3 separate regions of the Sus scrofa genome follow, and regions 1 and 2 are each linked to region 3. A link is a contact called in public HiChIP or PLAC-seq and promoter capture Hi-C data. All regions are on one chromosome and are shown on one strand. Each heading gives the region's core, a stretch centred on a gene start, on an enhancer-like site or on the middle of the called end of the contact. The rest is flanking DNA. Distances are from core to core; before and after follow the strand shown. Region 1 holds the start of SURF4 (surfeit locus protein 4). Region 2 holds the start of RPL7A (60S ribosomal protein L7a). Region 3 holds the start of ADAMTS13 (A disintegrin and metalloproteinase with thrombospondin motifs 13).

Region 1 (3,394 bases), core at 346-2,845, 34 kb after region 3:
GGATTCTGTAATCCAGCCCCCGTGGTGGCCTAACTCCAGCTCAGGACAACGTCCTATGCAGAATGCACACACCTGGGCACTCTTAGGGACAAATTAAACAGTAAAATGCTCCCAGGGCTTAGACCAAGTCTTTATTTCTCCCTGAAAAAGTAACTTTGCTTTTCAAAATCTCTGGCCATCAGAAACTCATTTGTTTTACCACTGGCTGACTCCCTCTACAACAAAAGGAACCTTCACAAAGTGAGAAATATCTAACATACAGATTATTTTCAAATTAATGAATTTTTTTTTTTTTTTTTTTTTTTTTTGGCCAAACCTGCAACACGTGGAGGTTCCCGGACCAGGGACCGAACCTGCACCATAGCAGTGATCTGAGCCACAGCAGTGACAATGCAGGTCCTTAACCTGATGAGCCACCAGGGAACTCCATCAAGTTAATGAACTTTTTTTTTTTAAGGCCACACCCATGGTATTTGGAGGTTCCCAGGCTAGGGGTCTAATCGGAGCTGTAGCTGCTGGCCTACATCACAGCCACAGCCACGCTGGATCCTTAACCCACTGAGTGAGGCCAGGAATCGAACCCGCATCCTCATGGATCCTAGATGGGTTCGTTAACTGCTGAGCTGCGAAGGGAACTCCTAATGAACTTTTCTACAGACTGAATCTAACATTTAACACAGTTGACATGTCATGCCTTTAGTTAAACAGTCACTTGTATTTTGCAGCTTTCCTTTTGTTTTGTGACTTTTTTTAGGTCCTAAACATTTTTACAGGTCCACGAAAGACCCAAGTCCCCTCACTAGGGACTACTGACCAGGTGTTTTAGGAGTTTGGGGGCTTCCAGTTATGAATTCTGAACGTTCTAGGGAGTTCAGTGTCCCTGGGCCAAAGCACATGGACCCAAGGGGGAAAAGGATGATGTCTGCCGTCCTCAAATATTCAGATTGAAGAGGTCTTAACTTCATCCATCAGGCCCAGAGGGGCAAAGGGCACACACGAGGTCACCTCTGGAGGAACCCGAGGTCCCCCTATGCGCTAGAGGCAGACACTGGCCATAACAAGGGTCCCTTGCCTCCCTGGGTTCGGACCTGGTCCCTGGCTGCCTCCCAGGGACTGTGACCGTTAAACCGGCCAGGGACCGGGAGTGGTGGCAGGGATCCAGGTCCTGGGCTCGCCCCTGACCATCGACCCCTCGTTGCCCCTGCTTCCCCGCTAGGGGACAGCTCGGCACCTGGTACTTTTCCATGGTGTCTTGGGGGGGAGACTCCTGGCTTCTCTCTCCCTCCGCTGGGCGCTGGCGTGCACCTTCAGTCCGCGCCGCAGTCGGACCCTCGACTGAGCATGCTCAGTCGGGACCGCCTCCCGGGAGCGCCCATCCCCCGCCCGGGGACCCTCTCTGCCCAAACGGTGTCCGCTGGGGCGCCCGCGCGTCCCTCCAGCAAGGGGGCCCTCGCGGCCCGGCTGCCCTTAAAGGGGCCGCCCGGGCCAGAGAGCGGCGGGCGGGGCCTGGAGCGCGGCGGGCGGGGCCGAAGCGCGGCGGGCGGGGCCAGAGCGCGGCGGGCGGCGCGCGGCCCCTTTAAGGCGCGGCCGGGGCGGGCCCTGCGGCGCGGCCCCTTTAAGGCTTGGCCTACGTGGCAGCCGCTGGAGCAGCGGACGGGGAGCGAGGCCGGCCGCCGGGCACTTCCTGTGGAGGCCGCAGCGGGCGCGGGCGCCGACGGGCCGAGCGCCGAGGGAGCGAGCGAGCGAGCGAGCCGAGCCTCCCGCCGCCGCCATGGGCCAGAACGACCTGATGGGCACGGCCGAGGACTTCGCCGACCAGGTGCGGCCTGCGGGCTCGGCCGCCCCTCCCCCGGCCGCCCGCCCGCCCGAGCCCCCTCCCCCGAGTCCCTCGGCCCCCTCTCCTGAATCACCTCCGGGGCCCCCGCCCGGGCCGCCCGCCGCCCCCGGGCCCGGCCCCGGGCCCCCGGCCGCCCGCAGAGCCGGCCCCCAGCCCGCAGGGCCGCCCCGAGGCCTGGGCCGGGCCCTCCCCGCTCCCGACCCCACCGGAGGGATCGCGCCCCCTCCCCCAACCGGGGCCCTCCCTCCTGGGCTCGCCGCCCGTCCCGGCCTGGGACACCCTCAAGCCCGGCCTCCGGGCCCGGCCTGCCCTTGCGCCGCCTCCCCACCGGGGCTCTGGGTGTGTTCCCGGGCTCCTGCCTGGGCGCCCGGCTCGGTGCCCGGGCCGGCCCCTGCTAGAAAGTGAGGGGTGCGAGTGGCTGCCTCCTGAGAAGGGGCCCGCGGGCCGGGGTGGGGGTGCTTGCGGAGCGCCCTCTCCATTCTGCACCGTTGAGTGGTCTCTGCGCGCTTTTCCCTTTTTCTGGGCAGTCTTAGGGGGCCGGGCGGGGAGCCGATCCCCAGTAGAGGGTGGTCAGACCGGAGGCCTGGGCGTCCTCCCCGAGGAAGGGGGCTCCCTGTTGGGCATGCCCCCTCCCGAGAGCCCCGGGGCTTTTTCTTTCCTCTTTCCCAGATGTGTCGGAGTGGCGGGGTCCCTTTGACCACTGCCTGCGTTTCCTTCCCGGCTTGGACTCTGCCCTGGGGCTGAAATGAATGGGTATCTAGATGTACACCAGCCGGGGAGGAGGGGAGGCCTGTCTTCCTGCTTGCCCCCTTCCCAGAGTGTACAGGTGGCATTCCGAGCAACAGGGAAGCCCGCGAAGCAGGCGGTTGAGTCAGTGGAAAAGGTGTTCAAAACATGGGTGCGCAGAACCAGGTCTTGCAAGGCGGGAGGAGGACGGAGCTTCCGTTCTCTTTTTGGATTAAGTTGAGCCCAAAGAGCACGGTGGTGTGATTAAGTCCCGTGCCTTTTACTTCTCAGCGTCCGCTATGTCTACAGACCTTCTACACCCTTTTCCCAGGAAGGTCCGGGTCTGACCCGACTGCCGAGCTCTAAATGGCTCCTTTAATGTGTTTGTGGCTTTGCCAGAGTTAAAAGTAGTGAGGTTACATGTCTCATTTTTTGGAGGGTGCTACTGATTAATCATACTCTGAGGCCGGGCTTATTGGAAGGTAGGTGTGTATGTCTGTGTGTGAGATTTTTAAAAAGTGAGTGAATGGAGTTCCCTTGGTGGCACAGTGGTTAACGAATCCGACTAGGAACCATGAGGTTGTGGGTTCGATCCCTGTCCTCACTCAGTGAGTTCAGGATCTGGCGTGGTGTAGGCTGGCAGCTACAGCTCCGATTAGACCCCTAGTCTGGGAACCTCTATATGCTGCGGGTGCGGCCCTAGAAAAGACAAAAAAAAAAAAAAGTGAGTGAAGTTCCCTTGTGCCGCAGTGGGTTAAGGAGTCAGCCTTGTCACTGCTGTGGCTTGGGTTCGATTCCTGGCCTGGGAACTTCCGCATGCTGTCAGCATGC
Region 2 (3,289 bases), core at 684-3,183, 62 kb after region 3:
ATCTCAAAGTTCAGAGGTAGAAATTCAAGAACCGATCCCCGTTCATGGGTAAAACCCGGCAGAACGTGAGAAACCCAGTCCAAGGAGCCACGACTCCAAGCCCACTGAAATCCAGGAAGGACGTGTGAACGGAGGCCTGGCCTTGCCACCAGCCTCCACACGTGAAGTGAGACACGAGCCGCTGCAGCTGCTGACCCGCAGCCCCTCCAGCAGAGCTCAGGGTGGAGACCAGGAGGGAGGCACTCAGAGCTCTGGGAAAACTGGTAGGACGGGCCTCCAGATAGATGTTTTTAGGAGATTGAGTCCCATTTTTCCGTCTCCTCCTGCCCAGAAAAACACTAAAGTCCTTCAACCCTGCCTGACGTCTGTGACCAGCAGCGACCTCCACGAGACCAGCAGCACATCCTGTAGAAACGCCCCCTGACTGCAGCGCTGCCCCCGCCCCCGCCCCGGACCAAGACCTTACGCTTTCAGAGCTCTCTGAAATCCTGCTTCCCCACCGGCAGGTAGTGGACAAAAGACGTCACGGTCGCATCTCCCGAGGGCCCACAGCCAGCGAGCCCCGAGGGGACTCGGGGAAGAAACGCAGACGGGCCGCAGCTGAGGTGCAAACCAAAGCAGTGGTTCCAGGAAGCCCAGACCCTCACCCCTTCCCTGACAAACCGCTCTCCCGTAAAGGCCTCGTTCCCACCACCTTCCCTTCAGTGTGAAACTCACGCATCCCGCACCCCCGCCTCCCCTGCTCCGGGCGGTTTCCGGGGCTTCCCGAGATGTTGTCCCTCAGGCTCAAGTCCTCCTTTCACCCCGAATAAAACTCAACCCCCAACTTTCAGGCTGCATCTCCTTCGTCGACCGACGTAACGTAACCTGCTCAACAAGCTGCTTTTCGCGGGGAGCGCCGTTTAAAAAGCCGATCGACGCCGCCCGGTCTTCCACTCACCGATGCCAAAATTCTTCGGCCTTTTCTCAAACAGGGGGTTTACCACCTTCTTGGCCTCCTGCTTCTTCACGACGGCAGGGGCCGGGGCCACCTTCTTGCCCTTGGCCTTCTTCCCCTTGGGCTGGGCACAAGGAGACACGGTTACCCCGCCCCCCCGCACGCTGCTCTCAGGGCGCGGGGCTCCCCGCAGACCCGGCCGTCTCCGCAGCCAGCCCGCGCCCCGCCCGTGCATCAGCGATCTTGGTGGTTTGGGTCGTCCTCACCGCCACTCGGACAGCAACTATTCCTTCACATCATCTGCACGAGCCCCGACGCCCCGTCCCTCCCTCTCCGCCACGGGGACAGGGGCCCTCCTCCGAGGCCGGCGTTCGGCGGGCCCCACACAGAATCAGCCGACTCAGCCCAAGGCCCCTAGGGCGGCTCCCAGGGCGCCGGAGCGCCTCGGCCGGGCCCGCCCCCGGCCCCGCAATGCGGCGCTGCGCTCCCCGGATCCCCCTCTGCCGGCTCAGCCGCCGGGGGCTCTAACCGGCCCCAGTGACTCTAGACCAGGCCCCCCAGGCCTCTTCTCGCGCCGGGCGGTGTAGGTACCCCCGCGCGCCCCCGCCCCGAGAAGGATGGCAGCGGATAGAACCCAAACCCGAAACTGGCAGCGCGGAGCGCGGCTCACTCACCATCTTGGACAACGGGAGGAGAGAGAAAGGAAAGGGAATTGTGGGTAATATGTAGGCAACCTCGGAGATCGCGAGAGCTGACGACTGCGCGGGATTTCGGATTTAAAGTGACAGGACTCCTTTCTCCCGTCCAGTAGCCGAAGATTAGTGCCTCCTGGTGGGAGCTGCCGGGAAGGGGCGCGTAAAGGCGCGGGGAAGCCAGGACTTCCCGTGAGGGGCTAGCACTTGTCCTCCACTCGGCCCCGGCCAGGCCCTCCGGGTCCCGGCTTTGCGGACCAGGTGTGGGCTTGGGGCGGCGCGGCCGGGTCGGCGTCCTTCTCAGGTGATTTACCCCAAAATGGCTTAAAAGCCGCGAGTGCAGTCGGTGGGCCGAGCACCAGGGCCCGGGCCGGGGACCACCCTGCCTGGAGCGTGCAGCCTGGAGGCGCATGGCTGGGGGCGGGAGGGTGGTTCTGGCAGGGACCCCGGAGCGAGCCGCCCAGAGGTGGCCCTCGCTCGGGGGTCCTGCGTGGAGCCGGGGGGCAGCGGAGTGGAGTGAAGGCCAAGGGCGTTTGGAGGGGTTGAGGTAGGGTCCCGACGGCTCCTCCTGCCGGGGTGGTGGCGGGGGAGCCGTTGGCAGGAGCCGGTGGGGACGCGGGGGGCCTGGCCCCCGAGAAGGCCGCCCCGGATCCGGGGAGGGTGCACCTGTATCCGGACGCCTGAACGGGTGTGTTTGGCAGACAGGGACTCTCCGGAGGGCTGCTGAAGTCGGGGGCTGGAGGGTGGGTGGCTGGGGTCTGGCCCGCTCACACAGACTCTGGGTTCCAGGTGACCTGCCCTGCCTGAGGCTCCGCCATGGCCCAGCAGAGAGCCCTGCCCCAGAGCAAGGAGACGCTATTGCAGTCTTACAACAAGCGGCTCAAGGACGACGTCAAGTCCATCATGGACAACTTCACCGAGATCATCAAGACCGCCAAGGTGGGTGCGCTGCTGTCTCCTGCCGCTGCTGAGACCACGAGAAGGAGTGGGGGTGCAGAGATCGCGGACGGCTGTGGGTGGAGAGGGCTCGGGCCCCTGCTTTCAACCCACCCGCTGAACATGGGTGCTCCATGCCAGGCAGTGGGGACACAGCAGTGACTCCACAGGCAAAACCCTTGTCCCACGGGGAGAACACTGGGACGGATTGACAATAACCAACAAGTCAACAGATAAATAAACCAACCAGCTTCTCACAGGCTCTGGGGTGGCAGTTGTGGGGACTCCAGTCGAAGTGCCAGGATCCAGCATCCAGCATTGCTTCCTTCTCCGCGCACCTGGCCCAGCAGCTGGCATACTTAGGGGTCCATTACCCCTGATGAGGGTACCTGTTATCTCTTTCAAACAGGACGAGACGGGGTGAGGGCGAACGCTGCCTGAGGTCTGGTTAGCAGGACCCCGTGCAGAGGGCAAGACAGGCTGCTGCCAGGTACCTGTGGGCGGGGGCACCTGCTAGCTCTCGGCTTGCTTGTTGGCCTTCCAGATTGAGGACGAGACCCAGGTGTCGAGGGCCACTCAAGGCGAACAGGACAATTACGAGATGCACGTGCGAGCCGCCAACATCGTGAGTCACCAGGCGGAGGGGACAGCCGGAGTTGCAGGAGCCTCTGGTCCCTACTGGGCTCTCCTGGGTGTGTGGGGGGAACCACTTCTCAGGAGACTC
Region 3 (3,521 bases), core at 266-2,765:
ACGGCGCTAGGCCAACCCCCTGTCCAGTGAGCCCACTCAGTCCCCTGAAGTCCAAGTTCAGCTTTGCTCCCCTTCCACCCAAGGGTTGTTGGGCAGCCCCCTCCTCTCCCAGGGGCCTGGCACCGCATCCGTGGATCCACCCACCTGCGGGAAACGGGAGAGCCCCCAGCAGCCCAGGAGGAAGAGAGACGTGAGGATTCCTCGCACGCATCGCCCCCGGAGGCGAAGGTCTCTCACCCTCATCCTCAGAAAGCCTGCTGGCCCGGCGGGGGGCGGGAGAGCCTGGCGGCTGAGATCTGGTCGGCGGCAGGAGTGTGACAGACCCGCTGCGCTGGACGGTTAGGCAGTGTTTATTCGCGGCACTTCCTCCCAGGGCAGGGGCCACGGGGCTGGGCGGCCTGCAGGCTCCTCCTGCCGCAACCTGGCCTTGGCTCAGAGCTGCAGTCCTGCGCCTGGGAGCCCGGAGCGGGGGAGGGGATTCATCACCCATGTGGGAGTACCCTGGCTCAGTCTGAGGCACCGCCCCGCCTGCTCTCTGGGAACCCTGCTCCCCAGGATCTGTGTCTCCAGTCTCCTGTCCTCACTCCCTCCCGCTCCGCGATTGCCTGGTCTGTGCCAGTCACAGAACCCGGCTGGGGGCATCCACTGCGCTCAGCATCACAGGCCACCCGAGGTCCGCTCCACTTGTAAGATTCATACAACTCTCTCCCACCTTCGGGGTGCCTCTCCCATCTTAGTGGATGGCTAATGGGGTGGGGGTGGGGGTGGGGGTGAGAATCGGCCTTGGTCCCTGCCTGCCTCAGCCCCCTCCTCAGGCTGGGTACCAGGGAAGACGCACCTGCCCATCCACCTGGGCCGGCCCACTTTGCAGCCTCAGGGTCAGTAGGTGTGAGGCACTCCCTGCCCCGCCCTTTACCTCCCGCAGGCATTCCACCCCAACTAAAGGCGTGCCTTCCCAACTCCATCCCTGGAACCGCTTCCCACAGACCCAAACCGACACGTGGCCCCAATCCAGGCTGCTCCTCGCTGGCCTGGGCAACTGGAATGGGCTCCCAACAGGGCTGCCTGCTCTCCCTCTCTCCCACCCCCCCATCCCATTTCATCACTCCCCCTCTTCAAAACAATCCATAGCTCCCCTTTCTCCTTAGAAGAAAAGGTCCAAACTCCATCCTGAGCCTCAGAGGCCCTATAATCCAAGGTTTGGCCCCTGTCCGGCCCTCTGCCTGCCTCCCCATCCCTCCCCCCTGTGCCCAAAGACCTGTAGCCCCACCAGCCTGCCTTTCATGCCTCAAATACATCCAATGCTTTGCTGTTCCCTCTGGCCGCTGGTCTGCTCAATCGAGTTTCAGCTCAAATGGCACCTCCTTCTAGGCACCATCTAAGTGCCCCACCCATTCCAGGGAGAGAAGGTACCACATTTAGAAGACAAAAATCAGGACAGTAGTGAAATTTGAATTTCAGATAAACAATGGATTTTTTTTTTTTTTCCTTTTTAGAGCCGCACCTGCAGCATGTGGAAGTTCCCAGGCTATGGGTCCAATTGGAGCTACAGCTGCCAGCCTCCACCACAGCCACAGCAACAGGAGATTCGAGCTGCATCTGTGACCTACACCACAGCTCACGGCAGCGCTGGATCCTTATCCCACAGAGCAAGGCCAGGGATCAAACCCATATCCTCAGGTACACTAGCGGATTCGTTTCCTCTGTGCCACAACAGGAACTCTCCGGATTTTGTGTGTGTGTGTGTGTGTGTGTTAAGTATGCCCCCAATACTGCAGCTATTATATGAAACATATTTATAAAAAGTAGACTTTATCTGAAATTCCTGTTTTTCTGGGCATCTTGCATCTTGTTTGGGGGCCTCATAACCCAGCACCTCATTTTATCATCTTGATTGTAGTTACTGCTCTCCAAGATTGTTGACTTAGTACCTGTATTTCCCCAGAGGCTCCCAGGCACATACAGAGACCGGAACCGAAGCTTCGGGGTGCAGAGGTCTAATGTAGGTTATTTACGAGGTACAGTCAGGGCCAGGCAGGTGTGCTCGTGAGTTAAAATAACAGAGAACGCTAAATGCAATGCTTCGTTTTTGTTATGGGAAATGGCAGCCCTATGGCTTTGGTAAAGCAGGCTGGGCGACCTGGGGACCCCCTTTCATCCCTGAGCCTCCGTCTCCCGTCGCAAAGCCGGGGGAGTCTGGGCTCCGCCTCCGGCGCTCCAGGCCCGGCCGCCCAGCGCCCCCTGGCGGCCGCCTGCGCCAGTGCTGCGCCGGCCCAGCAGCGGCGCTACAACGACGGCGGCCCCCTCGGTCCCTTCCGGCGCTCGCGTTTCTCTGCCCCGCGTGGGCTCTCGGTGCGTTCCCGCGCTTACCCCAACCTGATCCCGGGCCGCCGACCGGGCTGGCGGCCGTTTTCCTCTGGGGGACCGAGAGCTCCGCCCCGCTCCCGGCCGCGCGGAACCAGCGGCGAGGGCCGGGTTTCCAGCCGGCCTCGGAGAGACGAGCGCTTCCGGGGACCGGGACGCACGTGCGGAGACGCGCGCGGGGCGGCTTCCGGGGTCTGGAGCGCTGGTGTTTTTTCCCCGGGCCGGCGAGTTAGGGGCGGCGGGGCCCGTGCTCGGCGGGCAGAGCCCGGCTCCGGGGCCGCGGCGGCGCCGCCGTGGATGGGCGCGGGGGCCGGGTCGGTGCCGCGATGGCGAAGGCGAGGATGCTGGCCCCCGAGCGCGCCCCGGGCGACCCGGCGCCTGAGCCCGGGCTCGTCAAGAAGCCGAGTCGGAAGAAAAACAGAAAGAAAAGGTTCTGGAAGAACAAAGCCCGAGAAGCGAGCACGAAGCCGGGGAACGACCCCAGAGGGGTCGCGGTGCGGCCTCCAAAGGCACCAGAGGACTTTTCCCAAAACTGGAAGGTTCTGCGGGAGGTAAGGGCAGGGCCTCCCCGAGTGGAGAGAAGGAGAAGGGCTTGCGGGGCCCCGGGAGCTGCGGAGGCAGGCCGGAGGGAGCGCTGTGTCGGTGCTCGGAGTCTTTCACAGGCGGTGGCGAGCTCGGGGCGAGAGCAGAGCGGGAACCTGGGCCGGAGGATTCTAGCAACACTCCGGGTCTTTAATAGATGACAGCTGCCTCCAGGTGCTGAGCTCTTAAAACGTGCAGTCGCTGCTGGGTGATCCACGTGTGTTCTTATTTCACCAGGCGCAGGGACACGGTGAGGTAGAGGCCTTGGTCGTTCCTCTCCATCTTACAGATGAGAGAGCCAGAAACGTTAAGTAAATTGTCCAGGACTGCAGCTGGGCCAGTGGAGCCAGGAGTCAGATGCCCAAGTCCCTGTTCTGAATGTCACGTGGTACTTGCTGCCTTTCTCCGCATCAGTGGCCCAAAGTTAGGGCCAGGTTTCTGTCTGCTAAGTGCTGCTCCCTGTGCCTCCCTCCTGCACTCTCTCCACCTCCCTCGGAGGTAGCTGCTGTTATCACCTCTGTTTTCTAGGAAAGGGGGTGGAGGCAGCGTTTAAGAACTTGGCCCAGTGTCACAGC

What was found. Promoter capture Hi-C pulls out the DNA fragments that hold promoters and counts their contacts. HiChIP or PLAC-seq counts read pairs in DNA pulled down with a chosen protein or histone mark.
Region 1: an H3K27ac HiChIP or PLAC-seq map of alveolar macrophages shows a contact between it and region 3. The contact joins the promoter of SURF4 here to the promoter of ADAMTS13 in region 3. A contact is called at or near these places in 1 of 5 promoter capture datasets (liver), 1 of 47 Hi-C or Micro-C datasets (epiblast stem cells) and 1 of 2 datasets of contacts at active chromatin or transcription factors (alveolar macrophages).
Region 2: a contact with region 3 is called in a promoter capture Hi-C map of liver, with 4 times the contacts expected there. The contact joins the promoter of RPL7A here to the promoter of ADAMTS13 in region 3. A contact is called at or near these places in 2 of 5 promoter capture datasets (fetal liver and liver), 2 of 47 Hi-C or Micro-C datasets (epiblast stem cells and liver) and 2 of 2 datasets of contacts at active chromatin or transcription factors (alveolar macrophages and skeletal muscle).

What each region holds. Positions count from the first base shown.
Region 1 is chr1:272,986,884-272,990,277 of Sscrofa11.1, reverse strand. SURF4 (surfeit locus protein 4) reads left to right here and starts at 1,595. Exons shown (of 6, transcript XM_021071128.1): 1 at 1,595-1,819. The coding sequence starts at 1,772. It overlaps STKLD1 (serine/threonine kinase-like domain-containing protein STKLD1), which reads right to left and starts at 1,511. Exons shown (of 19, transcript XM_021071230.1): 1 at 1,232-1,511. The coding sequence starts at 1,246.
Region 2 is chr1:272,960,065-272,963,353 of Sscrofa11.1, reverse strand. It overlaps RPL7A (60S ribosomal protein L7a), which reads right to left and starts at 1,933. Exons shown (of 8, transcript XM_021071136.1): 1 at 1,612-1,933; 2 at 941-1,061. The coding sequence starts at 1,614. It overlaps MED22 (mediator of RNA polymerase II transcription subunit 22), which reads left to right and starts at 1,736. Exons shown (of 5, transcript XM_021071150.1): 1 at 1,736-1,933; 2 at 2,419-2,568; 3 at 3,110-3,190. The coding sequence starts at 2,446. It overlaps LOC110256518 (a long non-coding RNA gene), which reads right to left. Exons shown (of 3, transcript XR_002338110.1): 2 at 2,813-3,253; 3 at 2,466-2,596.
Region 3 is chr1:273,020,949-273,024,469 of Sscrofa11.1, reverse strand. ADAMTS13 (A disintegrin and metalloproteinase with thrombospondin motifs 13) reads right to left here and starts at 1,515. Exons shown (of 33, transcript XR_002338121.1): 1 at 145-1,515. REXO4 (RNA exonuclease 4) reads left to right here and starts at 2,517. Exons shown (of 8, transcript XM_003353698.4): 1 at 2,517-2,915. The coding sequence starts at 2,691.